3 separate regions of the Gossypium hirsutum genome follow, and all the other regions are linked to region 3. Evidence: chromatin contacts called from public Hi-C data. All regions are on one chromosome and are shown on one strand. Each heading gives the region's core, a stretch centred on a gene start, on an enhancer-like site or on the middle of the called end of the contact. The rest is flanking DNA. Distances are from core to core; before and after follow the strand shown.

The links. Hi-C and Micro-C count contacts between places; a contact is called where the count stands out from the background.
Region 1: a Hi-C map of leaf shows a contact between it and region 3, with 1.7 times the contacts expected there. The contact joins two enhancer-like sites. A contact is called at or near these places in 9 of 34 Hi-C or Micro-C datasets (callus, hypocotyl, leaf and 1 more).
Region 2: a contact with region 3 is called in a Hi-C map of leaf, with 3 times the contacts expected there. The contact joins the promoter of LOC107933913 here to the enhancer-like site in region 3. A contact is called at or near these places in 2 of 34 Hi-C or Micro-C datasets (both in leaf).

The regions. Positions count from the first base shown.
Region 1 is chrA12:44,001,535-44,005,273 of Gossypium_hirsutum_v2.1, reverse strand. It overlaps LOC107933495 (a long non-coding RNA gene), which reads left to right. Exons shown (of 2, transcript XR_001693641.2): 2 at 161-622. Among protein-coding and RNA genes, the nearest start is that of LOC107933495, 3.0 kb to the left of the region's middle. Within about 2 kb of position 2,358, at least 4 of the 9 cell types and tissues checked have an H3K27ac peak or open chromatin away from gene starts, as enhancers often do.
Region 2 is chrA12:44,751,173-44,755,294 of Gossypium_hirsutum_v2.1, reverse strand. It overlaps LOC107933913 (receptor-like protein 44), which reads right to left and starts at 2,089. Exons shown (of 2, transcript XM_041084094.1): 1 at 808-2,089; 2 at 141-541. The coding sequence starts at 1,701. The coding sequence ends at 898.
Region 3 is chrA12:44,396,868-44,400,631 of Gossypium_hirsutum_v2.1, reverse strand. It overlaps the pseudogene LOC107924374. Among protein-coding and RNA genes, the nearest start is that of LOC121211384, 32 kb to the left of the region's middle. Within about 2 kb of position 2,416, at least 8 of the 9 cell types and tissues checked have an H3K27ac peak or open chromatin away from gene starts, as enhancers often do. A contact at or near this core is called in leaf, where this site is marked.

The DNA of each region.
Region 1 (3,739 bases), core at 1,109-3,608, 400 kb after region 3:
TTTTGGTAGTCTTGGAGCTTTAAGGAACCAAAGTTTCCAGCTTTGTATTTACCTTTATTGTTGCCATGTATGATAGGCTAAGAGCTTTATATGAGGCTTAATGCGATTTTACATGTAATTGTTTTCATTGTTGAAGTAAATGACTACCTGGATTTTGCAGAATTGGAGTTGTTTCTGGAAAGGCAATATTCGGACCTCCACTTGATGATTACTGGAGAAAGAAGCTGCAAGAAGAGGCTGCTGCAAAAGAGAATGAGAACAACTCGACTTAGTTGAATATCTTTATTAAAATTTGTCTGATCTGGTGGTTTCTGAGAGCAAAAAAAAAAAAAAATGGGATCCGTTTGCCTTTGAAGATTCTGAAACTGTGTTCAAGCATTTGTTGTTGCTCGTCTTGATGTTTTTGAGCTAGAAATCAGCAATGGAGGAAAAGCTGGTATGCATCAAAGCATTTTGTACACGGTACTAGTGGTTCTAGGATGGATTCCTTCTTTATACTGCTTTTGCTGTTAAGAGATGAAAAGAATAACTCACTTCTCTTGCTGAACCGCAGTCTAGCAATATTCAATTGACGTGCCTGTTATGGTTTATGTTATAAATTTGTGCATATGCTTGTTTTGTACCACTGCTTGTCTAGTTAACTACTCAAATGTCAAACTGAACCGAAAATAGAATATAAGCTGCGTTGTGGTTTGACTGGCTTAGCTGCTACACTATGCATACCGAAGGTTTGTTTCAGTAGCACAGTGAGGGAAAAGGTGTTCCCATTGAGCTTGGGTGTTGTTGCCAGTAGATGCCCAGAAAACATTGCACAAATCGACCCGAATCCTTAACATGACTCCATATATAAAATGCAGGAGAAGTTTTGAAAGAAGCAAGACTAAGATGATGTTGGTTAAATTGAGTCCGACATAGGTGATGTCTTATATCTGCTCTTAACATGATTCTCAAGAAATCTTCAAGTTTTCCTGCAGGGCAGCTGGAAAATAGGTTTAACATGGAGATGGCGTGGTCGGGCCTAAAAAAATACATGGAAATTATGATAGATAGAAAATTTTGGGCACTAATAAAAATGATAGCATTTTATAGGGTTTTAAAATATTTTCCTACACAAAAAATGTTAGCATTTAGAGTATGTGAGGTGCTTCTTTATTTATTTTTAAAATGCTAATCCCATCTTGTAATGCTTATTTACTCTTTTTACCAGCTTTATGTTAATTTTATCAGCAAATTTTTATTAAAAAGAATTTTATGGAGTATCTGACAAATTTTTTGATGAAGAGGTGAAGGTTCATGGAAACTCTTAACATAATTATGTTAAAAATGATTAGTGTGAATTTCTATTTTAAAAAAAAATATATATTAATTATTATAAAAATGATTAGTGTGATAATTTTTTTTAAACAATTAAAATTAAATCATTAGCCTAAAAAAAGAGTTGATAACACATTTACTAATAAAAATAACAAGAAAAATACAAATCATATGAAAATTTATCTAATTGTTTTAGTACATATTTGTTTGATTATTCACTCTTTAATATTTAACATATGCTCTTTATCAACATTTGTTAGTTTTTGATCGAGTTCATCATTTGAATTAGAATATACATCTTTTAAGATTATCAAGATTTTTTTCCATATATTTTTCGAAGTATGGATCGTGTTAATTCTACTTATGATTCAAGTTATAAAATATGCAAGATACTAGTATGATTCAATTTTGTTTTTTTATTCTATACTAAGGTGATGTTAATATGGAAAATATTTTTTTAGAACAACAAATGTCTTCTCAACTACATTTCAAAATCTTAAATGTCTCAAATTAAAAAGTTCGCGAGCTGACTATAGTACTTGTGTTTGGTACCATTCTCTCAAACGGTATCATCTCCTATAATATAATGCAAGAAAACCTTTTGTATTTATATAATTAATATCGATCTTATAAAAAATTGATCACACGAATATATAATAAAATAAAGATTTAACCCAAAATATTATACTTAAATTATACTAGTTTTCCTAATTTAGTACCTAAACTTTTTTTCTCTCAACCGAAGCTACACTTCAAAATTTGTTTTACCCAAAAAGTTAACTATTATTTTAAAAAAATTCCACCAATCAAGGACTGCCATGTGTGATATTTTATTCATTTTTACAAAATATTATTTAAATTACCAAAATTCCATTAGAAATAATTTTGAAAAAAGTAAAACATATTTACAATATTTTTATAAGTTACAAAAGTTACTGTCCAAAAAGAAAAAACATTCTCTGAAGTCGAGGGTTAGGGTTCTTGTTTCAGATGACATTGCAAGTTGGAGATGCCTATAGGAAGCTCAAAATCTTATGGTGGGGGGATTGAGTGAGCCGATTTGTATTTCAAATACCTTGGAGCAAAGGTAAGAAATTTTATGCGTGTTCAAAGTATAAAGAGGTATTTTTTTGGAAGGGGGATTTTGATTAATACCATAATTTGAAAGAAATTAATCTCAGACCCTCATTAAAAGCTATGGGTTATCAGGTTATAGATCTAATTTCGAATTTGATACTTTATGTACTTGATTATTGAACCTTTTTATTTTACTTGATGACTAAATTTTTTTTATTAGTTGTTTCTACTTTATTATTATCAGATTGTCGTTGATTGATATGAGTGAAATACAGTTTTGATGGAAGTATGATTTAACAAATATATGGTATGGGTGCAAATTTTTTGAATGGATCAGAAATTATGAAGGGAATGGGAATGTTGATGATTATATTGGATGAAGGAACTTCGTCACTTGAGTTTCCAACCCTCAAATTGCATCACTCTCATGTTCGAATAACTTGTACATGCTTCTCTTAACACCAATAACTAGGACCACACTTTTCCATGAGCAGTATATGTTAGGTTTCTTCCCATGAAAAACGACATGGAACTTCTCTATTTTTTTTTTTTGTAGATTCATATTCTTAAATATCTAAAAGAGATGATGAAGACTTAAATTTTCGGTAAGGGAGGAAGATGGTATATTAAAAGCTTAAACTTTTTGGAAAGAAAAAGTAAGAAACGATTAAACAATGGATGATGGTAAATAATTATAAATGAAGGCTGCCATGGGGAAAACAAGATTATCATTCTAGTTGGGTGGGAGATACGGATGGTCAAACAGTCAGTTGAATTAATAATCCAACCAAATTAGTATAAATTGAATTAATTAAAAAATTTTATTATTTAACCGTTAATCAAATCAATATTTTTAAAAAAAATTAGTCAAATCAAAATATTTCGGTTAATTTAGTCAATTAATTGAATTAACTAAAATTTATATTTTTTTTTGTTAAAACAAATATAAAACATATCAAAAAAAATTTTGATAACGTTCATTTGACTAAATTAACCGAAATAATCGAATTATAAATCTTGAAACACTACATAATTAAAAACACTACATGAGTTTTGAAATTAACACAATTAAAATGTAATAGTCTTTAATATTCTCTATTTGCATCAATTTCTTCTCTTCAAAAGATCTTCATTTGCATTATACCTAGAAAATATATGCAAAAAATGAGCATATACTAATATATATGCATTTCAAAAAATCGAATAATATAAACAAATGAATCGGTTGCAAGTTAACAAAAATGAGATAGCAAGCATACCCTTCAACTCATGAAAGCTCATGACTGTAGGGTAGGTTCTGACGCATTACAAGAAAAGTCTAAAATTTGAAATGATTAAATAAGTTAAT
Region 2 (4,122 bases), core at 840-3,339, 350 kb before region 3:
AACTGATGAATTTCCCAAAGACAAAAGAATATTGATTGAAGGAAAAGGAAATCCAAGTCCCTTAAGCAAAAACCCACACACCATAATAATGCAGATCACTCATTTAATTGATTCAAGAATAAGTAAAATGAACTTTATGCTGGTGAAAAGTAGATTCCAAATTTCCATTTATCACAAAGACTAAAACAGAGGTTAATGATGAAGTAAACATGGGGTTGTCTAATTAAAGTAATGCCACTACTTTATTAATTGAAGTTACCCAAATCTAAAATTCAAGTACAGAGTTAGTTAAAAGCATTCCATTTAGAAATTAGACGATAATACAAATAGGCATATGATGTGAAGATGTTGGTCTCCCACCACCTCACACGAGAAAAAGAAACCCAGCTAAGTTCAAGTGCATTTTTTAATAAATGCAAGGATTTTTTACATCACAGTCCCCACCATTTCTTCTTCTTTTATCTATAATTTAGTTTAAGCCATTGCCACCAGCAGACCAAATTCCAGGGCGCAGTTCTTTCATTCATCATCCCCACTGATTCTGCAATTTATGCAGACTAAAGCAACAACAAAAAAAAAAACCAACAATTGGAAAGCGTATACACTAAATAAATAACTGCACTATTACGGATCATGTTTGAATTGCTTTATACATTGGTGGATGATTGTTGAAAGTAAAAATTATAGAGAATATCCTAATGAAATAAAAACCCAAAAAAATTCTAAAAAAGGAACACAGAAAGCTCTCCAAAAAGGAAACAAAAATAGGAAGAAAAAAAAAAGAAAACTTCCCTAAATAAGACATACCTGGAAGGCTGGAATTTTTCGAGTTTTTTTTTTTTTGGAAGCATTTGAGTTGAATGATGTTGAATAACAAGTTAAACCCAGATTAAGGTTTCAATAATCAGGCATATATTGACTAACTTTGCCTTCTTCGGCAGCCATTTTTTCCTCTGTAATCTTCAACCAAATACAAACCCCAGTAAAACTTAGTACCAAGCTAGCAAGTCCACTTCCCAATCCGATTCCAACAATGGCTAAAGCAGACAACCCTTTGGTTTTCATAGGTGCCAAAGGGTACCCATAAAGATCCTTATTTCCTTCAAAAGAAGTAGCATTGAACCTTGGCAAAGCCCCACTCCTGTTCCCTAAAGAAGCTGGTATTGGCCCTGAAAGCTTGTTGTAAGAAACATCAAATGCCGACAAACGTGCTAGAAGGCCTAATTCTTGAGGAATCTGACCGGTAAGTAAATTGTCATGAAGATCAATGACGTTTAGATAAGCGCACAAGGTAAGCTGCGGTGGGATCTCTCCTTCGAGACGGTTTGATGAGAGATTGAGCACTGCCAGGTTGACTAAATACTGTAAATCTTGGGGGATGGTACCGGAGATGGAGTTTGAAGATAAGTCGAGCGATTGAAGATTGGTACAGTTGGAAAGAAAAGGAGAGATGGAGCCTTGAAGGGAGAGGTTGGTGAGGGAAAGCTTGTAGATTCGACCATTGTTACAAGTGGCACCGGGCAGATAGGAAGTGAAGCCGCTACAAGGGTTTGCGAAGGTGGATTTGGTCCAGTTTTGCAGGTTCTTCAATGGGTCTTTCAAAGTTTGGCTCAAGTGAGTCAAACACGCCTCGTCGCTCGGATCTGATGAAGCCCATGGAAGTGCGGCGCTCGTTAGGAGCAACACAATTAGCAGACCCATTAAACAGAAACCAAAAGAAACAGCAAATCTTGGGTGAAAAGTAATATAAACTTGGTGTTGAAGGAGGATTCCTCCTCTTTTTTTTTTTTGTTGGATTTTCACCTAATCCTTGTGTTGTTCACTATTGTAATGGTACAATCATATAGACGTTAAAAGCAAAGAAAATGATAGAAACAGGGAAGAACAGAGAGAGAAGAAGAAGAAGCAGTGGTGTTTGCATAAAATTCCCTGTTGTTGTGTTTATAATTTATAGGCGCAGGTTAGAAATCCAAAAGGAGAGAGAGGTTGAGGAAGGGCTTGGTGAAAGTGAAAGAGTGTTTAAAAAAATAGAGGCCAAAGCCAGAGGGAGAGAGAGAGTGAGAGGGTGGGGCTGACAGAGCTGCGCAACTGAGGCCTAAGGATAACGACAACACAGATTATAAAGCCATTGTGCTTAAATATTAAAATAGTCATACAACAAATGTCAAATTTTATGTAAAATAATTTATACAACTTAAAACACCATTATAACCCATTACTTAGGGATTCAAGTCTGGTACCCATTTAAAATTTTCTATAAAAACATGTAAATAAGAAGTTAAAGTTTTTTTTTCATATGGATTCAAAGTTTAGTATTTTTAATTGTTAACTATAGTGGTGTAGTTGTTTATCTTATTTTTTAATCATGTGGTCAAGTGTTTGATTATTAATCATAAGAATAAAATACATTTTATGATCAATTTTTCTTTTTTATATATAAGATATACTTCTACTTATAATATTTTCTTAATTGTTATAATAATAATTGTACGAATCCTATCCAACTTAACTCAATGAAATAAAACAAGAGAAGATTTTAAATTAGTAGTTAAAATGAGTAGGCTTTGTGTTGTAGGGATCTTGTAACAGGGAAAGGAAAGGAAGGAAGAGGGGGAGAAAAATTTGTTTGGTAAAGATTGCTCACCATTTTTCTTACGCCACTAATTTGTAATTATCAAGCTTATTATAATCGAATCATATTAATGACTTGAATTGTGCTGAAGCTCCACCTAATTTAAAATTATGTTTAAATATAAAATTTATAATTTCTTGAATAATAAATTGAAAAAAAATTCTATTATAAATTGTAAGGAAATTAAATTTCAAAATTTTGTATATGATATATATTTAATTGAAGAAAGAAGAATATTTATAGATTGTGGGTTGAAAAAATAGTTAAATGAAGATATTTTTTGTGAAACATAAATTGTAATCAATTTATCTGCAACCCGTTAATTATAATAAACCGCAAAAGCACTAATAAAATTAGCTTTTGTGGTTGACTAGTTTTTTTTTGATAGTGAAAATGAGTTTTGCACATCAATATGTTTACCATTTCGTTGAGGAAACAAAAGCTTCATTTCAATGGCGAAAAACACAATGACAACGCCATCCCCTTTTTGGTCAATAGACAATATTATCATATATTAGAAATGGGGAAAAGTATGTACCAAAAGAAAAAAAAGAAATGGGAAAAAGTTTTGTGCTTTTCTTTGTCAAATTGACTCACTGTCATGAACCCTTTTTGGTCAATGCTTTGCTTATTAGCACGTATTAATTTTATTACCACACACATGGAGCAGCAACAAAATTAGATTAGCATCTAGAAGGGGTACTTCATAAGGATATCATATTATAATCCTAATTTCGAAACAGCATTAATAACGAATTAACGTGTTTTTTATTTTTTATTTTTCTATGATATGATGAAAGAATTATGTTACTTATAGTAGGAATATTATTTTTTATTCATATTTTAATATATGAGTAAGTAATAAATTAATTCAAATTGATAATATTTAGTCATTTTCATAATTTATTTTTAGTAAAGAGAATAAATTTTTTTTGTTTATTTTGAAGAAGTTTTAATTTTTACAAGAGTTATTACTTATCTTTTTAATTTCAAATTTAAGATTATACGAAGTATTCTTTATTTTATGTCTAATTATTATAATACATAAGTAATAAATAATTTTTTTTCTTATATTATTACACTAACAAGACATTAGAATTTAAAAACAAATTTTCTCTATTGTTACAAATAATAACATGCCTCAAATTTTTAGTCTAGCTTAATCGACTTTGCTCTAGCCTGTTATGGAAAGGATGTGAATGAAAGGCAAAAGGAACCAGAGTTAGCTGGTCCAAACTTTGTTTGCCTAAGATAAAGACACATTGTGTTGGAACCAAGCATGTATCCTGAGGAATTTATGGGACGTACTTATCAATGCTAGTCCATTCTAAATGGTATGTTTTAGTGTTAGTGTCAATTATAAGGGTTAAATGTAACATCAGTTGCAACTCAACGAAAATCCGGTAATATATTTTAATTTATCGTTTTTGTTTAGTACATTTTGAACAAAGCTATTTGAGCTTTTTATTGTTTAGATTTGAGGATTTTTA
Region 3 (3,764 bases), core at 1,167-3,666:
AAAATTGAAAACCAAGAAAAAAAGCAGACGATTCAATGGATTATAATTTTTAAAATTTTATTTGATTATTGTTAAATTGATGATTTGATGATTCAACCACTAACATAATTCTTAAAGGTATCTTATATAAACTCAACATGTGACACTTTCTAATGTGTTTTTTTTAAAATTTTTCTTTTGTATTATGAAATAATTTTATGTGTATTTTAATTATTTTAGTTAGACTAAAGGTTTTTCAACATTAAAATTATAATTCATATTAAAATTTTACATTTGCAGGGTATTTAAAAATTAATTTATATAGCTTTTGCAATATAAAATTATATCTAATATTTTCATATTAAGTTGTTTATTGTTGGATAATCCAAATTTAAATAGCAAAAAGAAATCATCTTGTTCAAAATTTAATATAACATGTAAGGTCCTTGAAATATTGTTCTTAATATTAAAAAAAAGAGAGTATTTTTACATTAAAATATATTTTCTAAAATTAAATAAAATAAACTTTATAAGTTTTTTTTCCTAACAATTTATTTACTTTAAATTTTTATATATACCCTTTAATTCCCTTATTTATACTTTTGATTTCCTCCATGTGTATGTATGAATAGGGAAATGATCTTTATACACTATTATATTTTTAAATTAGTTTTTATACACTTTCTTAACTATTTTTTTTGTATAATTAATATTTTAACAATAAATAAATTGAATTTATCAATATAATTGTAATATCATGCCTATACATTTTCAAATCAATCTAATATATTTATTATATCAGTCTATAATAAGTAGACAAAAACTACCAACGATGGTAATGATTGAATTAAGAATTTTAAATTAAAAGAGTAGGAGGATTAAATTTTAAACTTTTAAAATACAGGGACTAAATCTCAAATTCTATACATTTTAACTTTATCATCATGCCGGAACTTTGCAACATATATCAAACACTTGATCTAAAGGTGCATGATCGCCGGTTCCTTCATCTTTATGAGCATATTAACAGTTGTTACCTTTGAACACAAACATCCCTCCTTGATAGTATCAAAGAGGAAAACTTATATTATAACAGTGAATTTAGGGTTATACAAGCTAAAATGAAATTAGGCTTACCTGTTGCAGTACACTACTTGTTTCGTCAGGGGTGGCCTCAATTGTGTAGTTTTTTTACAGCTTCTTGCAGGGACTCAAATCTTGAAAACACTTTAGTCTGCACGACCTAGACAGTGTATGATTGACAAGCATGTGTTTGTTTTATTTTTACACTCCATCAATGTAATAGATGTTTGTGTCCAAAATTACTGAAATCTGAAAAATCGAGAACAAAATACTGCAGAGAATGGAAAAGAGATGTACACTTGCTGGGTTGAAAAATGTACGACCAAAGCCATAATATAGGCCCAAAATATCATATGCCTGAAAAGGAGAATGTTAAAAAAACCAATTAAAGGGAAAATATGGATCCATTAACACACTGATATTACCTCTCGGTTTGGATCAGCGTAAAGGCAATCCATTGGAAATGGTAGCTGAATCAATTTCAGTGAGCCAACTTATGAAATTTGTTAACAACAATAATTATAATAATAATAATAAATTTGGTATCAATGGTACCCGTTCTGCAAGCAAACGTGCTTTGTTAGGTGTACCAACGCCGATTGCAATCAGTTTAACTCCAGCTGATTCAAATCTTGCTTTTGCTTCTTTCAATTCTAAACCAAGTTCCCAGCTAATAATGAATCAAAGAACATAACTTGTTTAGCAATGAATCATATAAATTTACACATACAATAAATAAATAAATAAATAAACGCCCAGTCAAGTGAGGACCAACAAGGGCATCCGAAATGGCGTAGATGTGCAACAACTGCAATTCCCTGTTGGGGGTAAAGAGAATAAATTAATAAAAGGCAAAGATCGGAGCAAGTTTTTAGCAATAAGAAAGGAGTAAAATTTACTTGGTTTTGGTCCCTAAGGTCTTTGAGAAAGACAGGCTGATCAGCAGCAGTGAAAATGGTAACATCCCCAAGGACGTCACCTATATCTGCACTGAATTCAGAGGTAGAGGCTTTTCCCACGACCCCAGAGTTGTTGGTGCCATTATTGCATGTGAAAAGCTTGGCTGGTTTTAGTTTTATAGGAGAAGAAATGGGGAATTTTAATGAAGGAATTTGAGATCCAAATTTAAGAGAATTAATTGAAGAAAAATATAGAGGTCGCACCGATTGCAGGTTTTGTGAAGGTAAGGTGGTCATTGTAGGGATACAGAGGGTGGGAAACTGAAAACTTTCCAAGAAACAAAAAATGGTCGATTTATTTTGACCCCAATTTTATTTGATGAAATTTGTGGAGGGAGGAATTTCTTGTTGCTGGATTGGTGGTTGAGAGATCATCAACGTTTCTATTGTGTGGGCTGCTTATTTGGATTAGGTTTTCAATTGGCTGGGATCTAGCCCACTAAATCACTTCTTTTTTTCAAGTCCAATATTATTTCCTTTCTAAGAGTTTTTACCATCTTTTCGTGGCAGTATTGCCATTAGACTGCTCAATGATTCCATAATTAGATAACTGATTAGCCATTGACTACCACCAACTTAAACCTCCTCCTAAGTTTTAAATTGGTAACTAAATTTTTTTGGGTCAATTAAATATTTGAATTTAATTTTTTAGTTTAAATTGGTACTTAAATTTAATTTTTTTTTCAAATTAATATTTACAATGAATGACTTATTTAAACCAATTTGAATTATGAAGCTAAGTTCAAGTACCTAATTGGACACACAAAAAAAAAAAAGCTTAAATAACTAAACTAAGTTCGACATCCTTTTCTTTTATCGGTAGTTCCACCAATTGATATGTTTCTACAAATAAATTGAAATTTAATTTCTTTCATTGGATATTCAATTTTTCGAAACTTATAAAGTTCTTCCGTTAAGCCTCGATCCATGAGCGCACAAAATCTTTCAAATTGCATCTGATTCGGCTTAAGTATTATAAACATTTTTCCATTTTCATCCCCAAACATTTTAAATTTCCCATTTCTCAAAATAATCCTACTCTTTTTTCATTATTTATCAAATGACATAAATTAATTCAATAATGATACAACTAAATGAAATTTTGTCTAATTTCATATAGGATACGAAAAAAATTATACTCAAATTTGAATTTATATTTACAATAAACAGAATTTATAAATGAGATTTAGCCGCATAGACTTTTGAATAGAATAAACCTCTACCATTATTATTATGATATTACATATTCCAATAACCAATAAAGCATTGCTCTCGATTTTGACATATCAAACATATAAATCAAATAGCCAGTGGGCCTTGAAGAGTATTGCTAGGCTTCCATCATAGTAACCACTTCTAATCAAACATCTAATCAAATTGGTGCCCTCTAACTAAGCTGAAACTGGGCTGATTGAAAGCAACGCATGTCCATAAAAGGGTGAATATCATCTTCAGTACCTTGCACCCCCTCAAATTGCACACTTATTGGTGGCAGATCATGAAGCAATCTTTAGCTAAAAAACAAACCTTGCTAGGTAAAATTAATCTCCAAAGGGTTATTCGGCGTTCTGATACACAACTTGTCTCTCTCTTAGCTATGTAGTCCCTCAGTCTCAACCTCTTTAGCATGCACTAATCTGTAAGCAGATTTTACTACGAAAATATTGTAGTATGAAAAGGTTCGCATTTTGTCCGACTGAAGTTGGGATTGAATTTGAATTTTATATTTATTTTTAGATTTTT